Regions from separate parts of the Cricetulus griseus genome. Here region 2 is linked to region 1. Evidence: chromatin contacts called from public Hi-C data. All regions are on one chromosome and are shown on one strand. Each heading gives the region's core, a stretch centred on a gene start, on an enhancer-like site or on the middle of the called end of the contact. The rest is flanking DNA. Distances are from core to core; before and after follow the strand shown. Region 1 holds the start of Pdlim1 (PDZ and LIM domain protein 1). Region 2 overlaps Pdlim1 (PDZ and LIM domain protein 1).

The links. A called contact is a pair of places that touch in the nucleus more often than the background predicts.
Region 2: a Hi-C map of fibroblasts shows a contact between it and region 1, with 1.9 times the contacts expected there. The contact joins the enhancer-like site here to the promoter of Pdlim1 in region 1. A contact is called at or near these places in 2 of 8 Hi-C or Micro-C datasets (the CHO-K1 cell line and fibroblasts).

What each region holds. Positions count from the first base shown.
Region 1 is chr3:21,315,983-21,320,610 of CriGri-PICRH-1.0, reverse strand. It overlaps Pdlim1 (PDZ and LIM domain protein 1), which reads right to left and starts at 2,741. Exons shown (of 7, transcript XM_027407402.2): 1 at 2,529-2,741. The coding sequence starts at 2,624.
Region 2 is chr3:21,352,399-21,357,026 of CriGri-PICRH-1.0, reverse strand. It overlaps Pdlim1 (PDZ and LIM domain protein 1), which reads right to left. Exons shown (of 7, transcript XM_027407402.2): 5 at 2,183-2,334. Among named protein-coding and RNA genes, the nearest start is that of Pdlim1, 37 kb to the right of the region's middle. Within about 2 kb of position 2,351, at least 1 of the 6 cell types and tissues checked has open chromatin away from gene starts, as enhancers often do. A contact at or near this core is called in fibroblasts, where this site is marked.

The sequences.
Region 1 (4,628 bases), core at 1,492-3,991:
CCTGCAAGTCTACTTACACAAAAAAAACGTACTTGCAAACTGTATCTGCCCAGGATAATAAATGTGGCACACAGCAGCCAGAAGGTGGGCAGAGCTCTTACCAATGCTCGCTCCTCACCATTATGCTCTGTTTACAGAGCACTAGACATTCTTCAACTGGTAGCCAAGGGCTGCTGTTACCCCACTGCAGTGATTAAAAAAATAAATAAACTCTGGGTGCTTACCTTAGGTACCGCTTGGACAAGAACTAGACTCCAGACCAATGCCAGATCCCAGACCACCCATGACACATTCTCTTAATGACAATCACTTTCTCAGTCCCAAGAGGTGAACAGAGGCAGTGATAAGGTGAAGAGGCAAGTAAATTATAGCCAGTATCACAATGACAATGTCTCTGAGTCATTTTCACTTTTCAATTAAAACACTTGCCAAAGGCATAATGAAGATTAGCTTCCCTCTAGAGCTGTATCCTGTCAGGTCTGAGGAGTTTGCATTTGGCATGTGCTCATTCACCATGAGTGTGGAGTATGGACTAGGGATGTAGCTCAGTTGGTAGGGTGCTTGCCTAGCATGCATGACGTCTGGGTTCAATCCCCTGCGCTATGTGCCACACATCCCAGCACTCAGAAGGTGGGAGGCAGGAAGATCAGAAGTTCTTGTCGACATACAGAGTTCAAAATCACCCTGAGATACAACATGAGAGTCTATTTCAAAATAAAAAGGAGTAAAATTAATTAATGCATGAAGGTCCAAAGCAATGGATTCGGTGTGTTTTCCAGTCCATGCCAGCTTCATTTCTACACTGTGCCGGATGGACCATTGTGCTATTTTCCCAGTGGTGTTAGAAGCAGCCAAATGACAAGCCAAGACTACCCTTCCAACAGACTGCCACTGTATCCTCCCCTGCTTAAAAAGAAGGTTTCTTGGAAATGGAGAGGACTGACAGGTTAATTATAGACACAAAGAGCGGGAACAACTGGCCTATGAGGTAACCAACTCTAAATGTGCAGAGGCAGTGCCCTCCATAGGGAAGCATTTGCATTCTGTCTGCAAGGACACACTAGGAACAGTCAGGTGCAGTCCTGGGCCAGGCTTAGTCTAACAGGTCAGGTTGGCTAAGACACAGTTCCCGTACTTGAGAAGTTTGACTGGAGGGTGGGAAAGCATCTCATATCTCCAATAACAAAGAAATCTCTGGACGATGACATGGTCAAGGGGAAAACCAGGCTGCCTGCTCATTTGGAGTAGGATAGTCAAAGAGCTGGTTGCTGAGCCAGGCCCACCTGTAAGAAAGCCTGAGCTGCAGGCCCTGCGGCTGGCAGAAAGGCCAAGGGGAGCCAGGAGTGCTTCTGCAACTCCCATCCATCTCCTTCAGGGGCTGGAAGCATGGCCTTACGTCAAGAGGACCCATTAGGATCTTTAGCTTCTACTTCCATCCCAGAATCCCTCTAAGAAAAGAGGGGTATTTCCAAAACTGGGGAACCAAGTTTAAGGTCAGCTTCAGCAAGCAAACGTACCAAAGAATAGAATGTGGTCCCTCTAGACCAAGCATTGCTGAAGTTTCCCCCTCTCTCCTTAATCAGAAGATATTTAGTAAGACACACACACACACACACACACACACACACACACACACACACACACACACCCATTCTATCTGAAGGAGCAAAAAACGTTGACTATCACTGGGAAATAGACCTTGTTTGGCCCAGATCACATACCCAAAGTGTGGACCTTCAAATGCTGAGCCCTAGTCTCACAGGGGGTTACATTTCATTTATGGATCACAAGTCTAGCAGTCTGTGATGGGCCACCAGCCCTCCCGGAGATGAGGCCCAGCTAAGAGGTTTTCAGTCATCGCCACCACACACAGGGTTGGAACTACTCTTCCAGGAGGAAATGAACTTATCACAGATAACCTGGAGGACAGAAAGGTGATCTAAGCACCTGAGGCAGAGCGAGTCTACTGAAGGTTTATCTGGGGTTACTTCCCAACTCCGCTGTTTCCTGTGAAAGGCTTTACAGAGCTGAGAGCCAGCAGCTATGGGGTCAGACCTTCAGAGTGTAAAGTAGTTGTTTCAGTTCTTAGCTAAAAGAATCCCACTCGCCTTCCAGGGAACTCCTCTGTACTCCCATTCACCTTCCAGGACTTTCTGCTGCTTCCAATCAGCGCTCCCCAGCTCTTCCACTGTGAAGAACAGGGCGTGCTAACTCCCAGCGCGCGGGGTCTGCGGAGCTCCAAGTCTACACGCCCGGGCACAAAGAGCGTCTGCGTGCCATGCCACGCTTCCGGGGCGCAGAAAGAAAACTGTCTTTGGCCTTGGCGCGGCAAGCAAGGAGCCCGCTTGCCCCGGAGCGAAGTGGCGGGGAAGGGACAGCGGATGGCACAGAGCGCTCAGAGCACAGCGCACCTTGATGTGCCCCGCCGCGGTCGCCGCGGGCTCCAACCTCCCCGACTCCCCTCCGGGCGCAGCGCCGCCACCCTACCGAAGCGCCCGGTTCCCACGCGCGTCCCAGGACACTCTTACCCGGGAAATGGCGAGAGGTTGCTCGAAGTCCTTGCCGCCTACGAGGCGGAAACCCCAGGGTCCCGGGCCCTGAAGGACAATTTGCTGGGTGGTCATCGCTAGGCACAATCAGAGGGGACAGACGGGCCAGGCACGGAACAGCAGGGCGCGCAGAGCTCCCAGAGCAGCTGTCGGAGAAAGAGCGCGCCGCGCGGGTTGGGAGCTCCTGGAGCGGGCGGGGACGCGAGCGAGGGCGGGGACAGATCCGCCCTCAACCGTGTCGCTGCAGCCCCGCCCGGTCTCAGCCTCCACTCCCAACGCGTTCACAGTACCTCGCCAGACTCAGGTCGCCCGGTCGGGCTCTGCGGCTCCGCCCAGCACCCCCGCACCTCCTCCCGCGTCGCCTCCGCGCTACCCACAGCCGCTCTGCGGCTCCCAGCCGGGTGTGCGGGCTGGGTGAGACCTGAACCGTGTCCCTACTCACGGTGGGTCCTACAAACCCACGCAGTGTGCTTTGCAAAAAGCCGAAAAGGGCTGAGTGAAGTCACAGCCGTTTTCACTTTTGCTTTTTGGACATTATAGGGAAGTGTAAGAGGTACCTTCAACGATCTCTCGTGACGCTATGAGAAGGCTCTCTAGTCTCATTTTACAGATGAAGTAATTGAGGCTACCGGACGATAAAAGACACCCCTAAGGCTACACAGCAATTAGGGGCTGCTACAGAATCACTTCCCAGGCTCCTTGTGCTACCCTGGAAGTCTTCCAAATGCTAATAAGTCTATAACGGGGAAGGGGGTTATAATTAGGCTCCAGGACTTTCCTAGAAACCTTTCCTCCCGGCTAGAGTTGGAAACGGAGGCAGGTTCTGATCTTCCCAACAGCTCAGTCCTGATGTGCTGGATGGACCAATGCCTGGAACGCTTCCTAACCCTTTCTGCTGTGAACTACCCCAGAAGCACGTTCCAACCTTAGCCACACAGGCCTCCTACTCAGAGCCTTGCCACCACCAGGCCTTCATCGAGAATACCCTTTTCCTTCAGACATGCCAAGGCTTTTTTTCGTACAGATACCATCTTCTTACTAAGATCGTTTCTGAGAGCCATTTAAACATCCTCTCTAAAACGCCTGTCTTCCCCTGCCTTAACCTTCTTCCTGTCACTATCCAGTCTACAGTTTACTTATCTGTTTGTCCCACCCACATTCCTAAGCACTAGTTTCAAGACTGGAAATGTTTTTGTTTTTTGTTTTGTTTTTTTTTTTCTGGCAAGCTGCTAGTCGCTGTGTTCTCAGGCTAGAACCACCACTTGATAGATTAGCCAACTCCAAGACCACTGACTCCCTCTGGACACCACAGTTCTTCTCGGTCCCATTCATTCTGGAAGCTGGACCCAGGTTGAATGAATCTGTAAAATGAACAGCTCCTGTGTCCTTGCCATTCTGGCCAACCTTCTGTGGCGCTCTGTATACAGATTTACACATGAAAGGATCATCTGGCCTCTCTCCCAGCACGAAGGCCTGTGTCCGGGAATGATTAGTTCATTCTTAGTAATCAACTTCATCCCGGTTTTCTAGATCAGATCTCCTCAAACTTTTTCCATTTTCAACTCCTTTTCACCCAGAACAAATTTACCTCAAGTATATAGGTATGTATAATAGGTATACACGCCAAACAATTACTGAAAAAGTCTGTTTATTTTATATTAGGGCAATGACTCTGTCAGTAGTGTTGGACTTCAGTGTGTGAGAACCTGAGTTTGATCCCCAGAATTCATGTGAAAGGCTGAGCTCAGTGACGACAGTCTGAAATCCCAGCCACTGCAGGATGGATGGGGGAGATGGGATCCTGGAGCCCCGGGTCTGCTTGGTGAAGTTCTAGGCCAATGAAAACCCCTGCTCAGACAAAAGGTGGAAGGTGTAACATGAATAATAATAAATGACCCAGAGACTGCTTGCTACTGGGGTTCAAACTTCAAGCTGAAGAACAGAAAAGCAAAGCAGAGGGTCACTAGCTCTTACCACTAACTTCAGGCTGAGTGGGCTGATCCTGCTGCCTCTCAGCATGGCTGGAGAATGAATGCCCCCTACCGAATACTGAAGACCCTGCCTCTATCTTTTATAGCC
Region 2 (4,628 bases), core at 1,102-3,601, 37 kb before region 1:
CACAGCGATGGCTGTTTTGCACACTTTGTGATTTCTGAGCCTAGAGCATGGTTCAGAAACTAGCCTAGGGTTGAGGATGTGGCTACCCTGGGGCCTCCATGATGATAATGAAAGGCCATCTGCCCCAAAGCAAGAGCAAACCTGGGGGCCCCATGGGGAAGGAAGACACCCAGATTCATTTTCCTTCTGCGGTCTCCACATGCTCCTCCTCATCTGTCACCTTCGGAACAAGGTGTGGGAATGAAAACAGCCAAGGGACAGACCAACAGACTCTCACAAAGGCCACACTCACAACCTTAGCTCTCTAATATATGTGTGGCAAGAAACAGATGGCCAGGCACAAAGATGTTTAAATAAAGCCTACAAGTTCACAAGAGATTGCTATCTAGAATATACAATAAACTCAAAATATTAAACACCAGAAACAAAACCCGCCATCTTCTAGTCAATAAATGAGCCAAAGTACAGACGGTCAATAGGACAGTGCTCAGCATCCTTGCTCATCAGGTAAATGAAAATTAAACTGTGCCGAGATTGCATCCTACCCCTCTCAGAATGGCTGTCTGTATAAAAACAAGCAGCAACAAATGCTAGCAAGGATATGGTGTATGAAGTCACCCTTGTATACTGCTGTGGGAATGGAAACTGAGGCAGCCACTAGGTACATCAGTACAGCGGTTCCTCAAAAAATTAAAAATAGAACATATGATCCAGCTATACCACTGTGGAAATATACCCTAAGGAACCTAGGTCAGCATAGCAGACACCTCGTCATCCATGTAAACATGTAACAGTCTGCACAATCAATAACCAACTTATAGAGTCAACCTAAATGTCCATTAACAGATGGCTGGGTAAAGAAAATATGGTACATATGACTAACTAATGTATGTAAGGGTAGGAGAAGTTAATAAGGTCAAAGTATGTGACATACTTGAATGAAAATGCCATTATCAAACCATCATTTTGGACAACAAATCTGTAACAACATAAAATAGGGGCTGGAGATATGACCCAGTGCCTAAGAGCTCTAGCTACTCTTTTAGAGGACCAAGTTCAGTTCCCAGCACCCATATGGCAACTCAAAATGACTCCCTGTAACTCTAATTCCAGGAGCTCCAACGCCATTCTTGCCTCGGCAATCACCCACATACACACACAAACGCATAAAACATTTGAAAATACTGTACAACCAGGGCTAGAGAGATGGCTCAGTAGTTAAAAGCAATTGTTGTTCTTGCAGAGGACCTGGGTTCAGTTTCCGGCCCTAAACTGTGACTGACAACTGCTCTTAACCAGAGCTTTCTTCTAGCCTCTGCAGGCGCTTCATGTAGATAGTGAACAGACTATATGCAGGCAAAGCAACCATGCTTGTAAAATAATATTAAATAGGCCTTTTTTATTTTTATAATTGTGATTAGACCAATTTTAAATTAGAAACAAGCTTCTTTTGCATGTCAATCCCAGTTCCCTCTCCCACCCCTCCTCCCCTGCCCTTCCACCCCTATCCCAACCCCTTTCTGCTCCTCAGGGAGGCTGAGGCCTTCCATAGGGGATCCTCAAAGTCTGTCATATCATTTGGAGCAGGGCCTAGACCCTCCCTCGAGTGTCTAGGCTGGGAGAGTATCCCTCAACATGAAGAGGGCTCCCAAAATCCAGTCACATACTAGAGATAAATACTGATTCACTGCCAGAGGCCCCATAAACTGCCCAGACCTCCAAACTGACATCCTCATTCAGGGGGTCTGGAACAAGTAAAGACTGAGCCAGAAAATATTATCCAGAGGGGGGCGCTCTTGTCCCATCCCCTACTACCAACACTCCTATTCCACTCCTAACCCAGTAGTAACCCTTTACCCAAAGTGCTAGAAATAGAACCCAGAGCTCTATGCAGATTACATGGGTTCTACCGTCAGCAATCAACAACTGATCTGCATTTGAGTCCTCTCTCCCTCTCCCCTGCTCCTCTTTTCAATAAATGTTTTGCAATTAAAAAGAAAAAGTCAATGTCAAGGCAGAAGTGGTGGTGTGTGCTCATATAACCCAAGACTCTGGCGAGGATGGCAAACTCCAGGCTGCACAGGGAGACCCATCCTTCCACAACAAGCTGTGCTCTCTCCACCTAGTCTGGGCTGTGCTCACCTATGTCTAGCAGTGACACAGTCTCCATGGGGCCCCTTACCTTTCCCATCTGACTCCAGGATCTCCTGCAGAAGCAGGAAGGAGGTGGACTGTTTGGGGGGCTCGTTTAACTCCTGCTTCTCCTGAAGCATCTTGTAAACTTCAGATTCCTTGTCGATGATGAGGCTGCCTGAAGGATGTGGCTGATCCGAGCTAAGAAGAATGTTTGGAAATCCATTAGGGCAAGGGTCAAAAGTTAGGCTCAAAGCTTCACCAGGCACTCCCTTCCAAGCAAACACACACTGACTGAAAGAATGGATATCGATTCTCCCATGTCTTCCAGCCCTCTTGACAATGTTATAAGGGGTCCTGGTAGGCAAAACTGGCTACCACTTTCATACCGTAAGAGGCTATTTTCCCAAATAGTCTCTGTAATTCAATTACATTTTTGCTAACTCCCACGAATGGGGAATTCTTCCCTTCTTTTTAAATTACATAATCAACATTATGTCAAGAGAAAATTTTGAAGAGGAAAAATTTCAACCACAACCTGACCACTAAAGTTCAGCTGGGTCCCCTTGCGGTGGGGGGGGGGGGGCGCACATGCATTCCTTGAACCAGCAGAACCCTCATCTCTTCATTCCTCATGTCAAAATGCTAGTCATGCCTCCAGACGTCCTTCGTCATTCAGAATGCAGCTTCGGCCTCTGTGCCTCTAGCTGGAGGCAGCAGAAGGAAAAGTTCACATGCTTTGCTATGTAAAGGTTCAGACCCCCGGGACCAGGCAAGCCAGGCCTTGCCTCCCACTCCTTCCTCCTGTCACTCCGCAGGCCCCAGGACAAGCTAAGGCAGGCACTACTGTGAGGCTGTTTTTCACTGGGCCAAGACTTGTGCTGCCTGGCAGCAGGAGGATGGTGGAAGGAGGTAACCCTTCAGTTGGAGACTCTACTGAGCCCTCACATTTCCGGCTCCCCCAATGACCAAGCCACACTGTGGCCTATCAGCAAGACCCATCAGATGTGTAACCTGTCCCTCTGCTGCCATGCTCAGCCTTGGAACAGTTTCATTTTCAGCCAGAAGTCAGAGACATAGTTCCAACCCATGAATCAAGACAGTTTCACGATGTAGCTCCATGTAATCTCACCTGACTTAGAACCAAATTCTTACAGTTTTGAAAGTTCAACTCCTTTGGAATAAATGTTCCTTTACATAAAGGAGCGAGGCCCTGAAGACGTGGCCTTTCCTCAGCAGAGCTGTGACTGAAGCTGCCAGCCTCCTGCCAGGCATTGTTCTCACTGCTCCTGCCTATCCTGTTACCCTCGTGTATTTCCAGGGACCCTGTTTCACACAGGGTGCACCCCTCGGAGGCGATTTATTGACTTATGGTAGTTCTGCTTGTCCCTACCCCTTGCTGCCCTCTAACTCACTCTCCTACTGCATACTCCCCTCGCATTTGTTTCTGTATTTCTCACTTCCCCTGGGAGGTAAGCAAGCAGATTTCCTTGCTCTCTGTAAATGCCTCAGTCTAGCTCAGTGTATAGCCCAGGCTCGGAGCTGGGCATCAGGTAAGCACAGATGACACTTCCTCCTTGCTATGCTCTCCCTGATCCTGTGAGCTCACCCTGAAAGGAAACTATGTAGGCTTGTGGGGGACCCACCTCCTGAGCCCACAGGCACTCTTCCCTCTCACTTGTATAACTTGTAGAAGTGGCCTGAGGGACACTGTGCCCAAAAGGAGACAAGCACAAGGGCCAGGTGAATTACCAGTAACTGATGCACGCAATGCACGCAGATAGATTTACTCATACAAATACACAAGCTGCAGTTGCTGGGATATGAGCTCTCAGCCTCCACAGCCCTAAAGGACACAGGCAGGAGCAAAGGAATTACAGCAATTACATTCGTTCACTCATTTCCCACCCACCATTGTTCAACTGGTTCACATTCCATTTTCAAAAGAAAAAGTATGTTTTCCATGGGTAATTTCCTCTAAGTTACTACCCCTCCCTGCTCCCCTCTCCTTTTCTGCCTCTCCTTTTTCTCTCCTCTAAGACAAGCTGTAGGGCAGCTAGGACAGCCTCCTGGAACACTTCCATACTCAGGCCCCAACTGAAAGACTCAAGCACAGGGATAAAGCCGCAGGTGTTTCCCTTGGACTTCAACCATACTCTGACAACAAAGAAACAAGGCCCATTCGGGTGACATAAGCTCTGCTGCTGCTGGGCAAGGTTGATACTGGCTGCTCCTGCCACCTTTGGCTTGCAATGACTAGGTAGAAGCAGCCACCCTTTGCTGGCATCTAGCTACTCTTGTCTATCTCTCTCCCTCTCCTTGTAGGAAAGTGTGGAGTAGTTTAAGTAAAGTAAAGTGGTTTTAAGCAAGGGCAGCTCAAGTCCATCCATTTGTGTTTTAAGTTAGCTACTTATTTCTTTGAGTTTTGAGCTTGGAACCTGCCCTATAATAAGCATATTACATTATTCTTTATTAATCTTTTCCCTATTACTCTT